7 separate regions of the Mus musculus genome follow, and all the other regions are linked to region 2. A link is a contact called in public HiCAR-type, HiChIP or PLAC-seq and promoter capture Hi-C data. All regions are on one chromosome and are shown on one strand. Each heading gives the region's core, a stretch centred on a gene start, on an enhancer-like site or on the middle of the called end of the contact. The rest is flanking DNA. Distances are from core to core; before and after follow the strand shown.

What was found. Promoter capture Hi-C pulls out the DNA fragments that hold promoters and counts their contacts. HiCAR-type assays count read pairs that join an accessible place to other places. HiChIP or PLAC-seq counts read pairs in DNA pulled down with a chosen protein or histone mark.
Region 1: a promoter capture Hi-C map of pre-B cells shows a contact between it and region 2. The contact joins the enhancer-like site here to the promoter of Dnajb9 in region 2. A contact is called at or near these places in 2 of 39 promoter capture datasets (hippocampal neurons and pre-B cells) and 2 of 115 datasets of contacts at active chromatin or transcription factors (large pre-B cells and pro-B cells).
Region 3: a contact with region 2 is called in a promoter capture Hi-C map of pre-B cells, with 12 times the contacts expected there. The contact joins the enhancer-like site here to the promoter of Dnajb9 in region 2. A contact is called at or near these places in 3 of 39 promoter capture datasets (cranial neural crest, hippocampal neurons and pre-B cells), 1 of 484 Hi-C or Micro-C datasets (myeloid progenitors) and 4 of 115 datasets of contacts at active chromatin or transcription factors (astrocytes, large pre-B cells, pro-B cells and 1 more).
Region 4: a contact with region 2 is called in a HiCAR-type map of astrocytes, with 6 times the contacts expected there. The contact joins the enhancer-like site here to the promoter of Dnajb9 in region 2. A contact is called at or near these places in 5 of 39 promoter capture datasets (the C10 cell line, liver, maxillary cranial neural crest and 2 more) and 3 of 115 datasets of contacts at active chromatin or transcription factors (astrocytes, large pre-B cells and pro-B cells).
Region 5: a promoter capture Hi-C map of pre-B cells shows a contact between it and region 2. The contact joins the enhancer-like site here to the promoter of Dnajb9 in region 2. A contact is called at or near these places in 3 of 39 promoter capture datasets (the C10 cell line, cranial neural crest and pre-B cells) and 4 of 115 datasets of contacts at active chromatin or transcription factors (embryonic forebrain, large pre-B cells, pro-B cells and 1 more).
Region 6: an H3K4me3 HiChIP or PLAC-seq map of embryonic forebrain shows a contact between it and region 2, with 13 times the contacts expected there. The contact joins the enhancer-like site here to the promoter of Dnajb9 in region 2. A contact is called at or near these places in 3 of 39 promoter capture datasets (cranial neural crest, frontonasal cranial neural crest and hippocampal neurons) and 3 of 115 datasets of contacts at active chromatin or transcription factors (astrocytes, embryonic forebrain and stem cell-derived neural progenitor cells).
Region 7: a contact with region 2 is called in an H3K4me3 HiChIP or PLAC-seq map of forebrain, with 13 times the contacts expected there. The contact joins the promoter of Lrrn3 here to the promoter of Dnajb9 in region 2. A contact is called at or near these places in 5 of 39 promoter capture datasets (cranial neural crest, embryonic stem cells, hippocampal neurons and 2 more), 1 of 484 Hi-C or Micro-C datasets (olfactory sensory neurons) and 3 of 115 datasets of contacts at active chromatin or transcription factors (embryonic hindbrain, forebrain and large pre-B cells).

What each region holds. Positions count from the first base shown.
Region 1 is chr12:41,850,931-41,853,805 of GRCm38.p6, forward strand. All of the region lies in intron 6 of Immp2l (IMP2 inner mitochondrial membrane peptidase-like (S. cerevisiae)), which reads left to right. Among named protein-coding and RNA genes, the nearest start is that of Gm46348, 140 kb to the right of the region's middle. Within about 2 kb of position 1,386, at least 34 of the 459 cell types and tissues checked have an H3K27ac peak or open chromatin away from gene starts, as enhancers often do. A contact at or near this core is called in pre-B cells and pro-B cells, where this site is marked.
Region 2 is chr12:44,208,470-44,211,319 of GRCm38.p6, forward strand. Dnajb9 (DnaJ heat shock protein family (Hsp40) member B9) reads right to left here and starts at 1,599. Exons shown (of 3, transcript NM_013760.4): 1 at 1,471-1,599. It overlaps Mir5627 (microRNA 5627), which reads left to right and starts at 1,844; the gene lies at 1,844-1,904.
Region 3 is chr12:41,876,875-41,879,574 of GRCm38.p6, forward strand. All of the region lies in intron 6 of Immp2l (IMP2 inner mitochondrial membrane peptidase-like (S. cerevisiae)), which reads left to right. Among named protein-coding and RNA genes, the nearest start is that of Gm46348, 110 kb to the right of the region's middle. Within about 2 kb of position 1,362, at least 59 of the 459 cell types and tissues checked have an H3K27ac peak or open chromatin away from gene starts, as enhancers often do. A contact at or near this core is called in pre-B cells and pro-B cells, where this site is marked.
Region 4 is chr12:41,649,065-41,651,927 of GRCm38.p6, forward strand. All of the region lies in intron 5 of Immp2l (IMP2 inner mitochondrial membrane peptidase-like (S. cerevisiae)), which reads left to right. Among named protein-coding and RNA genes, the nearest start is that of Gm40412, 43 kb to the left of the region's middle. Within about 2 kb of position 1,292, at least 3 of the 459 cell types and tissues checked have an H3K27ac peak or open chromatin away from gene starts, as enhancers often do. A contact at or near this core is called in astrocytes, where this site is marked.
Region 5 is chr12:41,680,891-41,683,813 of GRCm38.p6, forward strand. All of the region lies in intron 5 of Immp2l (IMP2 inner mitochondrial membrane peptidase-like (S. cerevisiae)), which reads left to right. Among named protein-coding and RNA genes, the nearest start is that of Gm40412, 75 kb to the left of the region's middle. Within about 2 kb of position 1,666, at least 4 of the 459 cell types and tissues checked have an H3K27ac peak or open chromatin away from gene starts, as enhancers often do.
Region 6 is chr12:41,313,743-41,316,851 of GRCm38.p6, forward strand. All of the region lies in intron 4 of Immp2l (IMP2 inner mitochondrial membrane peptidase-like (S. cerevisiae)), which reads left to right. Among named protein-coding and RNA genes, the nearest start is that of Gm25497, 33 kb to the right of the region's middle. Within about 2 kb of position 1,264, at least 38 of the 459 cell types and tissues checked have an H3K27ac peak or open chromatin away from gene starts, as enhancers often do. A contact at or near this core is called in embryonic forebrain, where this site is marked.
Region 7 is chr12:41,484,487-41,487,466 of GRCm38.p6, forward strand. Lrrn3 (leucine rich repeat protein 3, neuronal) reads right to left here and starts at 1,571. Exons shown (of 2, transcript NM_010733.3): 1 at 1,085-1,571. The region is part of intron 4 of Immp2l (IMP2 inner mitochondrial membrane peptidase-like (S. cerevisiae)); the gene reads left to right.

The DNA of each region.
Region 1 (2,875 bases), core at 136-2,635, 2.4 Mb before region 2:
TTTTCCAGTGTTAACAAGGGCTACCCTAATTTAAAATTTTGACTTCTATCATGTTCCGCATTTCTCCAAGGATTCTGCACTAATCCCAGCCGTTCCTAATAAAACCCTCTATACTAGCTATTCAGCCCACACCAGAAGAGAACCCAGTCACCTGCACCCTATGCTCCAAGACACATAATGCAGATGAAGGAAGCAAGGGACTCTGAGAGGCAGTGAGGGCCTGTGAGGAAACAGGATTCCTGAAGGGCTAGTCTCCAATAGAGGAGGTGAGGTAACCATTCTCACTTAATACAGGTTATTTTGTAAGGCAATAATATTAGTTGTTTTTTGTCTGTCTGGTGTTTTGGTTTTTGTTTGTTTGTTTGTTTGTTTGTTTATCTGGTTGGTTAGTTGATTGGTTGTTTTCCTAACCCAGCTATGTCCCAGGAATTGATGCCTTATTGATGATAAGCCAGATCTGGCATCTGGGAGATCAGAGAAGACAATGGGGAGAGATACAGTAATGGGCCAGAAAGGGTTGTATGCATGATGACTTCTGAAATTGATGGATGGAACCAAAAAATAAGGGTCTAAAAATTTGTCTCTGAATATACTCTTGCCTTTTAATATGGAATTTACTCTAGAGCATTAACATAGGTATGGAGACATTGGGAAGCTGTTCTTTCTAAGTAGTTTACCTATCGCCAATGGGGAATTCTCTCTCACTCGCTTTTAACACCAGTGTAAATCTGATTGTTCAATTTTTTTTTTTAAGGACAAAATGTCCTCTCCATCTAGAATATAGAAAAATAATCTGGAGTTGTCTTCTAATTCAGTTAAAGAAATTGAACTGTACTCATAATTTCCCAACTACCAATTTCCATCAACCTTGTTTGTGAAGCTTTGGTGTAAGGTCCTTGGAAGAAAGGGTGAGATCTCCTTGTTCTTTTTCCAGTTGTAATTCGAGGACCTGAAAGGTGATAATCTATCTCCTAAACGGTTTTTTCTTTGTCCTTTGGGGGAAGTGGAAAGTATTAGAAAAATATCTGGCTATTTCTGGAATTAATGATGTGGGTATGTTGTAGACTGTTTTGTGTCAGGTGCTACTTAGGGTTTAAGAACTAGTACTAACTTTGACTGACTACCATAAATGCTCACGAGTCAAAACTACACCCCCTCATACACACCCATGCTTCCTTCCGAACCATGGTCTTCGCAGTGACTAAACCTATACTGTTCCTTCTAAGAACAATCTACATTGACCCAGAGTTTCTTTCTCTCTACCCTACTGTATTTTGTGGTGGTTATTTTTATCTTTGATGTAGAGAGGAAGTTTAGAATCATTGCGTTCAAAAGTAACTTTTGGTTTCATTTACGTGAAATACAGTGTGTGGATTAAGCACATCAATGATTAACTCTGATTCGCCAATAATACATCAGAGTTGAACTAAGGAAATAAATAAAAGCTCTTCTGCTTGGAAGAGCAAAAGCATATTTGAATTCTCTACTTCAGGCTTCCTGTGTCTTCCATTCTCCATCTGTCTTTTATATGAGTATGAATTTGTGCTGGCCTGAGGGTTCTCTTGTGGATCTCTCCCTCTGTCTGTATGTCTGCTTGTATCTATCTCTCTGTGTGTCTATCCCTGATTAAGGGCTTTGTTTTGTCTTTATTAAACAGCATGGAAAACAACCAATGGGATGGAATGGAGACTACAAATATTTAAGAGTTTTGTAAGGGGTTAAGTCACGGACTTGAATTGACTCCAACTGAGCCAGATAACAAAGAGTACAACAAACATCACTGTTTAATCAACCAGCATCCAAACATGTGTTTAACATTTATGCTGGATATTCATTTTAAAAGATTGCTTTGAACCTCCATATCTGCTGCTTTCAGCACATAATACACAAGCATTTATCTGGGTCAAATGCAGTAGAGGGTATGTAACTGAAGATTGCAGCTATGCATTAGCTTAGGTTTTAAGAGTTGAAATCCAAGGCTCATCAGGTTGATTATTACATTGTTCTCTTAAAAGTCGACCTAACAAAATGGCCGTGTACACAGAAGGACAGCAGTCGTAAGCGACCTGAAGGTGTGCTGCTAACTCTGGCTATGAAGTTCAGCAAAAGTTAGAGAATCTTAGAATATAAGAGAAATTTCTATAATATTGCTGCAGCACATGACAGTGATAAGAATATCCAGTAGGAGTTGTTCCTTTGTTAGTTTTATATCAAAATGATGCAGATTAGGCAATATGAAATGAGTGTTGTGGCTAGCATAAGTGAGGACTGGGAGGTTCTGGCTTGTGGGTGAAGATTGACAAATTTTCAGAGATTGTTTTGAGTGGTTGTTAAATAGATCTATTATTGCATGTTAAGTTTCATAAATTTACAAATAAAGTATAAGGTAAGTGATAAACATTAAAGACACCTCCCTAACTATTTTACTAGATAGCACTATTATACAGGGTAGATTGTAATGGTCCAGTGTGGAGTGTCTTCTCCCAAGTTCATAATCAGTGGTCTCCTACTGTGGCTTGAGATTGTCCATGGTAGAAGAATCAATATTCCCAAAATACATAGACACTACAAATCACCACACTTCCACTCTGCCCAGAGCCACCACTCTGCCCAGAGCCACGCGCCAGACATCCACTTAGAGCTAAGCTTGGTAGGAGATTGTTGGGTGCACCCACAGTGAATTTTAACCACTATATCTCAAATGATGGTTCTTATATGCCCAGCTTCTGTACCTCACTGGATGAATTGTACTTTCTTTGGTCCTACCCATGTTTTTCTCAGGTTCTTTTTACAAGGTACTTGTTTTATATGCAAAGATTTCAGAACCAGTGCCTTAGTTCATTATAAAATATGAAAGAAATAAACACTTTTTTCT
Region 2 (2,850 bases), core at 349-2,848:
TAGAGTCTATTAGCAAGGCTTTTCTTATCTACTGGAAAGATAAAACTGATAGTTTCTTAGGAAGGCTTAGGATTTCTACTACTTGATGGTGAACTTGTCTGCCTGTGATACAAAAGGTATTATTACTTGTTTATATTATTATTTAATACTGCATTTTCCTGAGGTGGCTCCTGATCTACCCCAGCTTCCTCAGCGCTGTCTTCATTACCACATTTAATTTCAGAATATAAACCAATTACTGAAAAAGAAATCTGTCTTTTCTGTGTTTGGCTAGAACCGCAGGAAGAAAGGCAAAGGTGGGGAAGGAAAGATTTTTCTCAAATCTGTAAAATCTATTTGATCTTAAAGTGGTTAAAATAGTCTGTTTGCATAAATTTAACTTCCCAAATACTTCAGAAATATCGGTAAATAACATCTGCTTAAGGCTCACAATTAGTAAAACTTATACTTCTTTGAAAGCTGAGCTACCAGAGGAAGAAAAGTTTATACTTTGGATAAGTTGGGTTATTACTGGGCTTCCCAGATTTCTCAGCAAGTAAAATGTTTCTCTTTAAAACAAAGTTTTACCTAAGAACTATTGGTAACACATAATGATTCGAGATGAAGTGTATTTCTTTGCTTTTTTGAATGCTGTACCACAGAAGTCCTTAATGACCTATGATGACATAACAGGGCTGATGAAAAAGGCACTATGGTTTGTGGAAACTGCCAGCCAACCTCTCCTGTGGCCTATCCTAAGCATAATTAGCAGGTAGATTACTTTTTTCCCGAGACTTAGTCATAGTCACGCGTACCAAGTACAAACTCTCTAAAGAACTCAAGCAGAAAGCCTGGCGTTGTGCCCCACGCCTTTAATCGCAGCACTCAGAAGGCAGGGGCAGGCGGGGATCACTTTGAGTTCAAAATCAGCCTGGTCTCCATAGTGAGCTCCAGGGCAGCCAGATCTACCCTGACTTAAAAAAAAAAGTAGATTTTTTTTTTTAAAGTTAATGTAAGCGGAGCATGTCCGATGATGGTCGCCAGAGGCTGCGGTTGTTCGCTAGTCAAAGGGCTGGTCCACAACTGACAGCAAGGCGGCTCGGTGACAAACGAGATCCCGCCGCTTCAAGCTGCCCCTGGAGATGTTTTTAGTGCCCGAGCTTTAGCTTCCCCATCAAACCCACTCTGCCCAAACAATGGGATCGCCCTCCCCGAACCCGCTGGAGGGCTGGCCGGTCCGGCGTCCCGGCCCACTCCACTCAGAGCGTCAGCTCCATGCTCCGGCCCTGCCGGCGAGCTCCGCGACCTGCCGGCCTGGCCTCGGGGAAGACGACCCCCCAACCCCACCGCAAGCACGAGCTGTGACGCAGCCATCTCGGGGTACAGTCGCGTCGCTTGGCTTCCCAACGCGGCTGATAGGTGGTAGGACACCAAGGCCAAGGCGGAACACAAAGCGGGACCCGACTCGGCGCCACCCTCCCCGGTCCTTACCTGTGCGCCCCGACGCAGCTTCTCCACAGCGCGGCGGCCCGGCTCCGGTTCCCTGACCCCGGCCGCACAGGCTCCGACCTCGCCTCCGAACGCCGAGTAGCCTCCTCCCAGCTCGGCCCGTTCCCTACTGGCGGGAGCCCGTGGCTGGCGCGACCGCTTATAGAGCCGACCTACACGAAACGCTTCCCCATTGGCTCCCGCCGGCCCACCTGACTTTGGCGCCCTACGCGCACGTGGAAAACTGTTGTTGCCGTTTGGTCCTTGCGTCACTTCCGTCGCCACCCTCCGAGGGGCGGTGCCAAGGTGTGCGGAAGCGGAAGTGAGTCGACGATTTCCTCATCCTTCCCTGGGGCGCATCGCGCGCAGGCGCTTTAGAGGGTGCGCCGGGCCCTGCGTCCCCGCCCTAGAGGACAGGGCTCTCCGGCGCCCCTCGTGGGCCTTTTCAGCCTGCAGAAAGCTTCGCTGTTGAGCGGTCATCGCTCGCGCGGTCGTAATAAAGAGCTTTTATTCATAAGTGGCCAGGTGACCAGAAAACTCAGGTCTCACCCTTAGGCGATGTGTCATTGAGAGGCCATTAGAGCCCAAGCCTGCCTCTGTCATGTTAGTCTCTTAATCCTCAATTCCCCAAAAGGCGGGAGCCCACTGTATTGCACACTGCTTTGTAGGCAAGACCACGCTGTGTTGCTTTAACACAGCAAAGTTTGCACGGGGCTCGGGCTTTTCCAGCTCTTTCCCTCCCTCAGCTTGACCTCATTTCAACAGTAGGTATGTTGAAAGTACATCTGAAAGTGGGAAGGTGAGGTTCCTGTGAGGTTGGTCACTCAGTGCAACCCTGTTTCTTGTTTTTGTTTTAATGTTAATTTATTTTGAGTGCTCTACCTTCGTGTACACCTCTTTGCCAGAAAGAGGGTGTGAGCCACCATGTGGTTGCTGGGAATTGAACTCAAGAACTCTAGGAAGAACAGACAACCCTCTTAAACCACTGAGCCAACTCAAAGCTCAAAAACCCTGTTTCTCCTGCGAAAAAGGAGGCAAAAAGAATGTAAGCAACCTTGAAAACTGCCAGACTAGAATTATAACTTGTCCCATTATGTCTTCAGTTATGGAAGAGAGCATAATAGATATTATCTCAACAACAGCATGACATATTTCAAAAACAATAGGTAAGTACTTAGTTTTATTCAGAAGCCAAGGCAAGTTTGTCAAATTCCAAAGCCAGGTTTGCTGAGTTCCAACCCTGGTTCCCTTACATTGTAACTGAAAGACCCTTTGTTTAATCCTTTGGCACCTCTGATTTTTCTTCTGTACAGGTAAACAGATAAAGGAGGACTTAACAGGGAGTATGTACTTATGTGAAAAATCAATGTATTTAAAACATCC
Region 3 (2,700 bases), core at 112-2,611, 2.3 Mb before region 2:
ATAATGTACTATCCCTAAAATTTAGCCCATTGAATCATGTGTACATGTACTCTACTACCATACCTACCACAGGACTGTGTTTACGTATAAGCATATACATGGCTCTATTTCCATATAAATTGGAAAGCATGACACCAGAAAACAGACCTCTTTTCAGCTCTAGGGAATGAGGACTGCTTTTTTATCTTTTTTTTTTTTTTTTTTTTTTTTCGAGACAGGGTTTCTCTGTGCAGCCCTGGCTGTCCTGGAACTCACTCTGTAGACCAGGCTGGCCTCGAACTCAGAAATCCGCCTGCCTCTGCCTCCTGAGTGCTGGGATTAAAGGAGTGCGTCACCACACCCGGCTTTTTTATCTCTTTAGGGAACTAAAATGAAGGATTTGCTTTCTATCCTGAACTTCCATAACAATCCCATTAACATCTTAGGCTTGCTCTGTCACTCCACTCCACTCAGTTCTCCTTCCCTGTTCGCAGTAAGCTCTCATGAGGTTGCTGATTTCTTTCTCTCACGATGTTGTCCCAAGGAAGGAAAGAAAGCCTCCGTGGGTTTCAGCATTTTCCTCCTCCTCCTTCCTTGAGCTGTGATCACACACTGAAAGCTCCATCCTGTGCTGATGTTTGAGAATCTGTTACCATGGAGCTATTCCCCAGCTCAAAGGATGGTTTTATTACATACAGTGTTACAGGAAAGGAGGATGGTTAAAATTAAACTTAAAAACCCTTGATTAATAATAGAAAATGAGAAAAAAATGTTTTCAGAATCGAACATGGGGTTGAGTGCAATGTATTGTTATGGTTACCCTTGTTCTCCAAGGAGCTCCTTTTATTTTATGTTTTCTGTTTGTGGGGAGGGAATTGTAGCAAATATAAAAGACTGTGTTGTCTGCTAGCTACTGGGCATATGTCCAAAATACAAGTGGACGTTAACTCAATTCAGCAGATAAGATTTCCTTAGGGACTTTTGGAAGACTTTCCTAGTTCATTTCTATGGCCTGCATATGACCTGTGTGTGTCCTCTCAGACAAAGCTACTTAAAGAAAAATTAATAAGATTTGGTGTGTGCATATGGGGAGGTCAAGAAAGACTTAAAAAGAATGAACAGTAAACAGAATTTTGAGGTACCAGTGATTTTGGCAATGAAGATAGGCTTCTTGCGTCAAGGCAGGTCTAGAAGAAGCTGATGCTGAGGAAGCATAATAAACTCTTTGATGAAGGCCTGCATCACACACAAAATGTGCTACTCTTTAGCCAGTGGTGAGCCTGCTTTGAAGGCCAACTTCTTGATTTCTTACCTAGAGTGAGTGACCAGGGTGTGGAGTTTTTGAAGATGTGTGGTTTTAGAAAAATAACAATTTTTGAATTGAACCACATCTTAGCTACTTTGCATATTTTCGAACATTTTGAAGTACATTAATGATCTAGGAAAGCATGTTTACCAAAAAAAAAATCTATGTATAAAAACTCTAAAAAGTTATTTTTAATAACATTTAAGAGTAATAGAATTTAGAGATACATTAAGGGGTAAATATAATGAGCAGCAATTAAACATTTTAAATGTCTTAAAAAGCTGTTAAGTGATTTATGGGGATCCCTCACTTTTTGGGAGGTAAAGAACTACAACTACTAGGCAAGAATTCAGAGCCTTCTCTGCTTGTAGGACCTATGCCCAGATAGGAACACAGAAGGTACCTGGCATTAGGTGACAGCAGGGTCCCAGGCAGTTCTGTTGGCCATGCTTAGCTTTGGCTCTAACCGAACTATGGATATATGTTGCACATGCCTGACAATTGTCATAACAACAGGGTGTGGGAAGGAGAGAAATGAGGAAGTTGTGGCTTTTCTCGGTATGGCCCAGCAGTTAAGAATTTGGGATTCCAATTAACAGCTGGGTGTTTGTTTAAGCTCTTCATGCCTCAGGTTTCTCATCTGTGAAATTGGATCCATAATCATATTTACCTCGTCAGATAGCCCTAAGGATTAAATTAAAAAATATATGTAAATTAGGTTAGACATTTGTACACAGTAAGTTCCCAACTTTTAATAACCACCTGATATGTATGATGACTGCTGTAATATTTTATAATCTCCTCAGAGGTACTTAATTGATACATATCTGAGTTAGTCCTTTGGCTTTATAGACCCTTCTGGTAGACTACATTAAGGAATGCACATCACTAAGAATGCTTTTAGGTTTTCATTCTTGTTTCGTTATAGTCAGTCTTGGTGGAAATGTGCCTAATTGTACCCCAGTGTTCTCTAAAAGCTTCAGTCTACTGATTGTTGGGTGCTTATATGAGATGGTTTTTTTTTTTTTAATCTTTTCTTTATAACCATCTTCTCAAGGAGTCCTCATTTCTATTATGCAGCTTACTGTTTCTCTGGTAGAGCACTCATCCTCAACTCTCATAGAAGCTGCTTTACTTTCCTATGTAGACTTTTACAGTGTTAGATGGTTGCAGATGTCAAATACTTAAAATTTGATTGGACACAGGCCATACTAGCTCTCAGGCTCTCCTGCCCTGCATGTGGCAACAAATGGTCTTAGTTTGCCAGTTTTCCTGCAAATAACTTTCTGTGGTATTTGTTTGGTTCCTCCCCATCCAGTGGCCATATTAATGTATATTACAATACAGTTTGAATTTTAAGTGTGGCCTTCATAGCTTGTTGAGCCCTGTGTTCCTAGCAGGACTGCATGGTCCTG
Region 4 (2,863 bases), core at 42-2,541, 2.6 Mb before region 2:
TTTTATGTCTGAGGGATTATTTGTTTTTGAAGAACAAAGACCTGCTCTTGCCCCATGTGGGCCTTGTATTTTCTGGTGGCTTGGGAATCAATAAACTGTCTTTCTACCTACCAAATACATACTCATGGATGATTGAAGCTGCTGGTGTTTCTATGATAGGAGATTTTTCTTTGTCCATTGCTTTTAAAAAAATATATTCAGAAGAATCATATTTTAAGAAAAGATTAAGTGTTCCATGGAAGAAAAATCTTTCTGTTTCTGAAGTGTACACAGCTGTTAAACTTAATTAAACAGATTTTTAGAAAAGGGACTGGAGTGCAAGTTCATGAAAATCTGACAGATACGCTTTGTAAGTGAAGAAGAAAGCTAATCGAGCCAAGCATAGCAGCTTAATATTAATTTTTAAAACACTTCCAGTATATTTGTTGTAAATCTTGACAGTGCTATTTTGTATTTTCTACTGAGTTATTCTACAATTTAACTTTAGCTTTTGGTTGTCAGAGATTACTAATCAGTTGGAAAAATTTAAAATCTCGCCACATTATGTTGATATTTACTGCAAGAATTTTAACCCTTGAATGAAATGCAATTTGTAGATGAAAATAGTGAAGTTATACTTTCAAATAGAATTGATGTAATCGATAACAATCAGTTAAAAGGAATGGAGGATTAACAACATTCTATACCAAATCAAGGCTAATAAAACAGGTTTGATATTTATTTGTAGCATTTTTTAATACTTAGCTTTAATTCTTTTTAACCAAATCTTGACTTTTTTTAATTGACTAAAGCACAGCTATGCCATTTTAACAGAAATTGAGCTCAACAGTGTACCCATAGTTCAGTGAAAGAGGAAGAGCCAAAAAGCCTAATGAATTAGAATTTGTTGTGTCACCGTCAGATCCTGGGAAGCTTGTAGCTGCATTCGGTCTTTGAATTGAATTCATGATTTTCCTTTGTGCCTCTTGTGTGTGGATTCTGAAGGAACATTATTAAGCATTAGATTTCACCTTCTCAGTAGGGAAAGCGTATAAGAAAAAACGTGAAAAGCATAAAGGTGTTTAAATTAGGCCTGCTGGGAATGAACGCAAGAAATAACACCAAATTGTGACTTATTTAAATTACTCGCAATTTCAAACCCTTTGTCTCTCATTCAACAACAAATGCCAGCTTTTGTTCTCTGGGTAGAATTATGAGGCAGTAACTGGCATGCTTAAATACAGTAATGGAATTAGAAGAATTTCAAGCCCCGACTTAACCATCTCTGAAAAGATGTCTTTTGTGTTCATGCTGTGGAAAAGGATCACAGTAGGCTTCCTTCAAAAACCCACTGGAGAATAAGAACACAGCTGAGCTCCTCAGTAGTTCACCAGTCACAATTGCTGCAAATAATTGAAGATTTAAAAACAAATTATGCTGAGCAGCATAAATGCTATGGCATGCTGTCTCGCAGGGCTTCAATTGATATGTTGTGTAGCCAAAGTCCTGTCATCAACAGAATACCCCTGAAAATGGGATGTTGGTCCCGGTGAGTTCTCCGAGATAGGCAGTGCCTTTACTCATGCTGGAGAGGAGACAGGCACAAAACACTCCTCTGATGCTTTGAACGGGAAAGGCTGTTGCTTCTCTAGGTCATTTCCATTTAAAGACTTGTTATCATTGATTATGCTGAACATAACTCCACAGCAGTGGCTCTCTCTGTCCCTCTGGAGGACCAGCAGCAGAGAGGATCTGTCCCCTAAGTACATCAGCAGGCCTCATAGCGCTTGTCCTCACCTAATGTCATCATGACTAAAAAACCACTTACAAGGTTGTGTGTCCGAAAGACTTCCTAAATCTTTTCATGTTCGTCCCAGCACAGATAGTATCTAACCGAAAATCTCAGGATTTTTCTTCCCCACGACACATAGGTAGCCTCTGATCATCTTACTCCATTTATGCTTACATTTATGTATTTTAGTACCCATTTCCTAAAACAGGAGCATACCTTCATTTGACTGAATAATAGAACTTTAAAGTTGAGGCCAGTTGACATTGTATTTGAGGTGACTGCGGTCAGAAGGTTATATGCCTTGCTGTAGTTATGTGGTTAGGTCTGAACTAGACCTCAGTTTCCTTATCCTGCAGTCTAGACGATCAGCTGGTATGCTGTGGGAACCTGTAACTTCACTGCAGCTATCTTTTATTCCGCTGGATACCTAAGTCATGGAATGGGATTTCTAGAGACCCTTTGTTCTCAAACTTTAATGGGTTTGTCCTTTCTTGTGGGTAAGTGCCAAGCTTTTCAAGTTATCTATGTGTTTATGTCGATATTTAGCCACTTCAACTTCTGAAATTGTTGCCCTCCTGCAATCCCCCTGAATTTAGATCTTTCTTAATTCCATAGAAGTGGGCTTTGAGCTACTGGGACAATTTTGTGAATAAGTTTATAATGTTAAGCTCTATTTTCCTTGTACCAGTGTATACAGAGAGATCCTTTCTGCTACACATGGATATCAGAGCTTTTGAGCATATTATGTGAGATCTCCTTTGTGGCTCTTAAGCTCCTCAGAATCATGTAGAAGTCTTTCAGTAACTTTCTATTCAGTTTTAGTTTCACTTTATATTTTTATTTTATATGTATGTGCATGTGTATGTAAGCCACAGAACAACCTCAGATATTAATCCTCAGGTGTCGTACACTGAGTTTTGGGGTCTCTCATTTGCTTGAAGCTCATCTAGCCTAGTCTGACCACCAATGAGCCCCAGAAATCTGCCTCTATCTTTCCAGCCCAGGACATACTCTACCAAGTGAAGAAATGCTTTTTCTCAGCTGAGGTACCTCCCTCGCCCACAGTCTTATTTAATTTTTAATTAACAAAAA
Region 5 (2,923 bases), core at 416-2,915, 2.5 Mb before region 2:
TGTCTGTGTATAGAAGAATGCAAATAAATCCATATTTATCACTCTGCACAAAACTCAAGTCCAAGTGGATCAAAGACTTCAACATAAAACCAGACACAAAGAACGTCATAGAATAGAAAGTAAGGAATAGCCTTGAACACATTAGCATAGGAGACAACTTTCTGAACAGAAAAGAGTGCCAATAGAACAGGCATTAAGATCAATAATTAATAAATGCGGCCACATAAAACTGAAAAGCTTTATAAAGCAAATGACACTATCAGTAGGACAAAATGGCAGCCTAAAGATTGGAAAAAGATTTTCAACAACTCCACATCTAACAGAGGGCTAATGTTCAAAATTTATAAAGAACTAAAGAAACTAGAAATCAACAAGCCAAACAATCCAATTTAAAAATGGGGTAGGGTAGTCTGGAGAGATGGCTCAGTGGTGAAGAGCACTGAGTGCTCTTCTAGAGGTCCTGAGTTCAATTCCCAGCAACTACATGGTGGCTTACAACCATCTGTAATGGGATCTGATGTCCTCTTCTGGTGTGTCTGAAGAGAACTATAATTGAAATCATACATAACATAAATATTTCTTTTTTTTTAAAATGGGGTAGAACGCTACACAGAGACTTCTCATTATAGGAATCTCAAATGGCTGAGAAACATTTAAAGAAATGTTCAACATTCTTTGCCATCAGGGAAATGCAAATCAAAACTACTTTGAGATTCCAAGGTCAATGATATAAGTGATAGGTCATAATTTTCAGGATGTGTAGCAAGTGCACAGCCCTCCATTGCTCATTGGAGTACAATCTTGTACAGCCACTGTAGAAATCAATATAGCCATTTCTTAGAAAATGGGAAAGAGTTTTCCTCAGGACTTAACTATACTACTGTTAGCCATATACCTAAAGGATGCTTCATCCTACCAGAAGGACACTTGCTCAACCATGTTCATTGCTGCTAAGAGTCCACTTCCTCCTTATAGATATGCATGCAAATGTATTTATAGTATCCAGAAACTGGAAACAAACTAGATGTCCCCCAACTGAAGAATAAATAAAGAAAATATGGATTTTTCCCAGATGTTAGGAAAAAAATCCTTCAACCCAAAATGTGTGCTGCCTATTCAATGTGCAGGGACAAAGATAGAGAAGAGACAGAGGGAATGCCCAACCAATGCTGCCCCAAACTGAGACCTATCCCATGGGCAAGAACCAATATCTGATTCTTAATGAATGTTATGCTTGCAGACAGGAGCCTAGCATAATTGTTCTCTGAGAGGTTCTACCCAACAGGCAATGAAAAGAGATGCAGAGATCCCCAGCCAAACATTAGATGGCTTGCCTGCCTGTGGATCCCATTCCTTTATCTGGGCCATCTTGTCTGGCTTCAGTGGGGGTGCATGTGCCTAGTCCTGCAGTGACTTGATGTGCCGGGAGGGGGGGTTGTAGTGTGTGAGGGAATGAGGAGGGAGGGATGGGGGAGGATCTGCATGAGGGAGGAGGAGGAGAGGGGTGCTGATACTGGAATGTGATGTGAATAAATACATAATAAAAAGGATGAAACAACAACAAAATGACATCAATACATTTGCAGGCAGATGGGTGGACCCAGCTTCCATTTTGTGAAGCTCCACTCTCAATGCCTTTCCATTAACCCCCCTAATTGTATGATCTAGTTCAACATGCAGTATCACTTCTTCTTTTAGACTTAGCTTAGTTTTCACAAAGGTCGAATATAAACACAGTGTTTTTTTTTTGGTTTTGTTTTATTTTCTGCCACACATTTAAACAAATGATTTAAACTGGGTCTTTCACATGAACAACTTTCATGTAACTTACTTTTGTTACTACAGTAAAACATTTGCCTGAGGTTTATGACCTAGAATGCTTGCAGCTAAGAGGTCACTCCCTCGTAATACTTTGGTTCTTAACAGTTAAAATTCATGCTTCAAAAACTCAGTTGTGATTATTTCCAAACATGTTTATACTGGCTGCACTTTTATCATACCATCTTATTTAATTACACATTACACACCTTGATGAAATTCAATTAAGGGGAAAAACAAATCAAATATTTAGAACGCCTGAACTAGAATGAGTTTGCTTTCTTAAATGGCTGTCAAATGGGACAAGACAACTGAAAAGTCCCGAGGAAAATGCATAAAAATCTGCAGGGATTCTGTCTGCAGATTTCGATTCAAATATCTTTAAATATGTTCCAATGTAAGGAAATTAAAAGTAGGGTTTGTAACCAGGATATACAGGTGTGCTTTGTAAAATAGAGACTTGTCAAGAATTCAGCTCAGAGGTTTTATAACCAAAGAAAATGTCTTTTTAAAATTTGGAAATGAATTATGCATTGCACATATTATAATATATTATGATGTATTGTGTGAATGTATTTTTGTGTAATCCTTTGCCAACTTAAAAAGAAATTCTGACAATTATCAGTCTGAATTGTATTAAATAAGATAATTTCTTATTTGTTTGACTTTGACTATGCTTTCCTTCCACTTGAAACATCCTAATCCCCTCTCCTTCCTGATTTGTGTTTATCCTTCTCATTCAGTGTCAACAAAGGCACCCTGAGACTCTTTACATGCTCGCACAAATACTTATTAGAAACAACTACACAGGAAAAGCTTAGTATCGTATAAAATGGGGGGTATATTCATCCTGTTTCATATAAGTATGAATAAATCTTATTTTAATTATAAGGACTACATTAAACTTTCCTAATCTGGGTGTCTTAATCTATTGATCTCCATGGTAATCACAGGTTTGACAATGACTCAGAGATTGATAACATTATGTGGATAGAACACATCAAAATGGAGTCATGTATTAATTTGAGAAGTGTCAGGTCCAAAAACTTGTTAGCTTTTCATGCATTAAAGCCAGGGAAATCATTTGTAGCAGAGAAAGGCTGTT
Region 6 (3,109 bases), core at 14-2,513, 2.9 Mb before region 2:
ATTGGCTTGGGTAAGCAAGAGTATATGCCCACCCCCACCCCCATAGCCTTGTTTTCACTGGACCTTCCTCTCAAATATGCCACTGGTCTGTGCTTACACATTCCTCAAACTCCTCCCCCGTGTAAGGGTTTGGGAGATTCTGAGATGCCTCTTCTTCTCCCTGGGTTAACTCAATATGTCTGTCCTGTGACTTTCACCGATAGAAGGATGTTTTCTTAAGAGAGTATACTAGGTAGCCCTTCAGACAGAGTTCTCGTATATGGGAAATAAGAGACGGTTCATATTCATGGATGTTTGAAAAATATCCCATTATGGATATAAGAAAAAATACAATAGACTATATCTCCCTTCATCGGATGGCTTCAAGTCCATAGAAGTATTTTGTAAATACTTAGTGAAAGCAGTAAGAAATAGGAACGTGAGATCAAATCTTTCATTCTTCAGATGTATGAAACATTCCTGTCATGTAGAAGTGCAGCCCAGCACATAATGACTTTATGGGTATTGTTGAGATACTTAACCCATGCAAGACTATAACCCCAGCAATGTGCATTTACACAACTTTGCATTCCTTAAAGAGTGGGGAGCTATATCCATGGCCTTTCATTTCACAGAAGTTGTCGAAAAGTAATTGCTAGTGATTCAGAACATTTAAGCACAATAAATATTTCATAATTTGAAAGATAATAAACGCATATTTAATGTGCAGAACAATAACTACTGGAAGGTGATCAAATGAGCAATATACAGGTCACAGTTTTACCTTTTAAAAGTTCAGTTGTATGTTTAAACGGCACTTATTATTTTCTTGGGTGAAAAGAATAAAGCATATATTTTGGCCCCCATGAAAGTGTAGAAATGGATGACAGATCTACTTTTTGTTTTTGCTAGATACTACTTAGGAAATGTAACAAATCAAGACACACCAGTAACAGAGCACCAGGCAGTAACAAGGATGTGGGGCTCATTAATTAGTAGAGGACTATTTATCATCTTTCTCCTGTACTGACTGTCATACTCTTGGGTTTGGTCTCCCAAATTTTGCCGTGTAATGACAACAGTATGTGAAATTGCTGTTGGTTTTGGTTGAGTTGGAGGACCACTTAGAGAAGTCATACAGGATCCCAGAACTCTGTGAGCAGGAGGCTACAGAGCCGAGGGGCTATAGAAAAGCTTTCAGCGGGCTCATTTGTGTGGCCTGAATGGCTCACTGGGAGAAATACAGCTGGTGACAGTTATCCAGGGCTGGCTCAGGTTAATGAATTGTGCTTTGTTATCCTGGGGGAGTTTCCACCCCTGGGAAAGCTGCCTTCCCCCTGTTCCCCTAACTGCACCCCTGGCTGCTTGAAATATTGTTCCCCTTTGTTTTCTCGTGCTCCGGAGTTGGAGTGAGGAAAGGCAGATTCATTTATTGTTTAGTTGACTCAGAATGACTGCAGTTCCACAAACAAATTGGACTTCAGTTAGGCGGGCCTCTGTCATAAATAAACCCGGAAGAGATGGGCTTCTCTCTCTGGGCTGATGTGCTTCAGCTGTGTGAAACCCCCGCGTCTAAAAGGGCCTGATTGATTGCTGCGCTGGCTGACAGCAGAGCGCGCACAGCCCTGTTCCTCCCTCTGCTCCCCTGTTTCTGTCTCTGCTCCCCTAAAGCACATTGAGCAAAAGTTTATGGTACAGGAAACCAATATTCTATTTTCTGAATTATTCTTTTCATTTTAGGCTCCATTTAAAGAAAACTCAGCTCTATGATACATCCCTCTCAGTGATAATTCTTCATGATCTGGAAAGAAAACCTATTTTATAGATTGGTTAAGGGCATTTTCCACGGCTGGGTCAGGTGAATCACCATTTTCACAAATAATGTGTTGGACATTTTAAAATTTAACAACATGTTTTTGCTAGAGGCTGCAGCTATCTTAGCAATACCTTTAAATGCCTCTTTTCAGTGACTGTAAAATGCATTTTTTCCATTAAAGTGTATTTACTTCATTTTGTTTCGTGTGATTCAGTTTCATAAATCATTTGGAGACATAGAAAATCTGTCATTTCCCTCCCTGGTAGGAAAGTATATTCTTTATACTTTATGGGTATTAAGTACATACTTGACACTTATGGAACAGAAAAAAAAAAAGTTAAACCACAGAGTATGTCAGGATCAACCCTTGCCCCTTAACTGCAGATGCTATAAGGAGTGCATTCAGTTATTCAGTATTCTTGCCAAGTAGATTAGATGGTTTTGTTTAATTAATTAATTAATTAATTAGTACAGCATCTGTTGACATAGCCCTGGCTGTTCTGCAGCTCACTTTTTAGACCAGGCCAGCCTCAAGCTCAGAGAGAGGTCTGCCTGCCTGTGCCTTCTGAGTTCTAAGAGCAGAGGCACGCTCCGCAATACCCAGCATTGGTGTTAATTTTTTAAAGGTTTTAAAATATTTTTTGGCCGACATTTTGACCATGACATGTTTCTTTAAGTTGAGGTAAACGTGTACACCTTTTTATTGGTATGAGTTCTTAAAACTTTGAATTGTTAAAGGTCACCTCCAAATCACACAGCTAAGTTTTAGGGCCAGAGTTTACAGGCGTATCTATGTATGGCGGCAAAGCAAAATATGAACAAAAAGTGCAATCCAGATGTGGAAACAGGCTTTCTGAGAGTGTGTCAAGGAGCAGCATTGTTGGTACTCACTATTCCTGTGTCCAGGGTGCTCATTAATTTTTACTGTGTCACATTTCGAAGGCTCGTGATATTTGTAGCACCCCTGTCTTTTTAAAGACATGTAGCCTCATTAGGTCTGTTGTCTAAGGTGATGTTAATAAACAGGGCATTATGGCAGAGATTCAAGTGTTTGGAATGAAAATGATATTGTTTAATTTTTCTCACATTAGACTGTTATGCTTCATGGAGAAATTTAACAAAGGTAATTGGACAGACAACCAGTAAAAATTAGGTCAACAGCCCAAACCCATGAACACTTGCCTTTCTAGCAGACTTGACAGTAACACAGATCTGTTCAAAGAAAATGGAACTGTCCCTGACATGAAATAATGAGATTGTCATATACACAACACACGGTCCGTGCTTTCCTTTTAATTACCATAGGAGAACAAA
Region 7 (2,980 bases), core at 321-2,820, 2.7 Mb before region 2:
TGTCGTACCAGGGCACACTCTTTTCCTGATAAGTATTTTAAATTTGTACTTATTTTTCTATCTATCACACTGGTCTCCTTTTCGCTAAACTAGGAAGATTCTCACTCGTGATCATAGCCTGCTTTCACTAAGATTAGAGGCACAGAAACAAGGACATATTGTTAAAAATGAATAAATTAAAGCCGAGTTAAGCCACCCGGCTCAGTGAGAGCAAACAGTCTTCATAAATAGGAAATGTACTTTGAAGCCATACTACCGCGATGCTGTTCAATTACCAAAGGTGACTAGAGCTCTCCTGGTTCATCTCCTGGTTTCCCTAGCATGGTAGCTTCCTGGGCTGCATTAGCAATCAGACGCTTGCACTGTCCCCTCAGAGCAGTGAGGGGATGGGATGTTATTAAAGGGAAGTCATTTACCACAATCGGGAAGATGTAGCCTGGCAGAAATTCAATACCGGTTTGTGATATGCTCATTCTGCTACTCTGCCTGGTGCCCTTCACTCCTGACACACTACAGCATCCCCCTTAAATCTTCATCCCTTGGGGCGGGCTGGGGGGTGGGGGGACAACGCCTCATTGGCTTCAGAACAGAGAAATATGAGTGATCTGCTTTTCGTTACAAGAGCTGTGGGGGCAAAGGACCCTGATTTTTCCATCTCCCTCTGTTTCTCTCTCCTTCTCCCCTCTCTCCCGCTGCCTCCTCTGCCAGCCTCTCTGTCTCCTTCCCCTCTCTCTCCCTGCTTCTCTCTTGGTCCTTCTGTTCTCTTTTCTCTGCCTCAGTCCCCGTCTCTTCTCTCTCCCTCCTCTCTCTCTCCTCCCCCGGCACTGCTTTTCTCTCCCACTCACATCCTCTGATGGGCATTCAAGCTAGTAAAATGCCTGCTTGAGAATCCCACGAACGCAGCTAGGCACACACAGAGCCGGCGGGGTTTGCATGTTCACTCAAAAGTGAAATGCAAAGAAAAATGCCCTTAGAATTCAGACAAGGGGAAAACATCAAAGGAGAACTGATGTGTAAAAACTCCGGCACCAACAAAAACACGAAATAGGGAACATTTAAACAGATAGGTATATTTTAAACTTACCTTGCCTTAGCAGATGCAGGGATAGCCCTCCTCCGGTGCCCCTGCTTGCTCAGTTCCTTGGCTGAAATAATCACATGGCTGTCTTCTTGCCCCAGTATAAATAGGTGCATATGTATGTGTAATAAAGTACACACAATTACATACTATAGATATGCACACATGCAAGCAATGGTGTCTCTCTTTCTCTCTCTCTCTTTTTCTAAAATATAAAGGAAGGCAGGAGCCTGCAGCTAGGATTCCTTCTTTTGACTGGAACTCTCTCCGGCAGCAGCAGGCTGAGCCTCTCAATCCCGTGAAGAGAGATCCTGCTAGCTGGCGTTATTTCTCCTCGTTTCCATGGTGGTTAGTGGTGCATCGTTCACCAGATCAGTTGTCACACTGACACGGTGCTGCCTGCTCAGCGGTCATTAATAACTGAACACCCTCCACTCCCCAGAGAGGAGCCAATCGCTTCAGACTGCCAAGATGTAGCACTCGCAGCTGCTCCAGCCTGGTTGGCTGAAGCAGCCTGTCTGTCCTATGACAGTGCTGCTTAGGGTACAAATAAATGAAACAGGCTTGCATATTTTTCCTTGGAATCATTTTCTTTCCTGTTTTTTCTTTTCCTTTTGGAGCAATGTGCAGCGCTTTTCAACAAGTTCTCCCATTTGGAATGTGATCAGTCATTTGGAGAAACGGTGGGGTTTTTGTTTGTTTTGTTTTTCTGTTTTTCATTTCCTCTGAGATAAGACAGGAAACACTTATGAACAAGGATTTCCTGAATATTAAAAATACTTGATAGTGACTCTGCCTCCCTGTCTGTGAAGTTCAGCAGTGGCTTTACATTTCAGCCTGCAGCCTGCAGCTCTCCTGCCCCTTGTTTGTTTCCCTACAGATCCTACTTAAATCAGCCTATGTGCATGCAGCTAATAGCCTCTCTCTCTCTTTCACTCTCTCTCTCTCTCCCTCTCTCTCTCCCTCTCTCTCTCTCTCTCTCTCTCCCTCCCTCCCTCCCTCCCTCCATTCCTTCTTTCCATTTTTCTTGTTGGTACTTTGTGTGTGGGTTTATTTTTTGTTTGCGTATTTGTTTAGGTTTTACAATGACATTTCTTAAAATTACAACAAATATTTGCTTCTCCAATACTCACAACAATGGTATGTAAGGAGAAGCATATACAAAATAAACTTTTCCAATTATAACTACTTATCTATACATGGTATAACAAATCTGATGCCACACATCGGACATGTGTTGTATGTGGCATTGCTTGTGCCTGCATCCAGATGTACATGTATGTGTGTGTGTGCGCCTGTGTATGCGTTTTAGATGTATGATTTATTAGTAATAACTCAGGGATCCTTTCCTCTACAATAGACTGAACAGTTAAATTATCTCTTTTTGCACTTACGGCTATCAACTCTGAATGGCTACTTAACTAGGAAAATGTTTTCAATAGGAATTATATGTAAAACATTTGGAATATTTAGACTAGAAATCATGCCAGCGTGGTCATGTGTTCAGCTCCAGAACAACCATGACAAATAGAAGAATATAAGGGCATGCTTTCCAGACAGTATACTAGAGAGACCTCCTGAGAGGAGTGGAACATGGGAACAATTTTCAACAGGTCCAAAGCTGCCTTATCTGAGTCTCCCCTTGCTTTGATAGACTGCCCTCTAGTGGAGGAAAAGGAAATGGCATTTATTAGATTTACTGGGGGAGGGGGGAATAACAACAAAAAGCAAAAGCATTAGCACTAATTGTTTCTTAAGGTGTCGTTGAAGTGACTTAAACCGGTGTTCTGCGCCATGACCGTATGCCTGGAAGCTTAGCCTCACTAACATTGTCTTTTGACCACCAAACGCTTTCATGTTACAGTTTTCTTTACAAAAGCAAACAAACAAAATCTACCAATG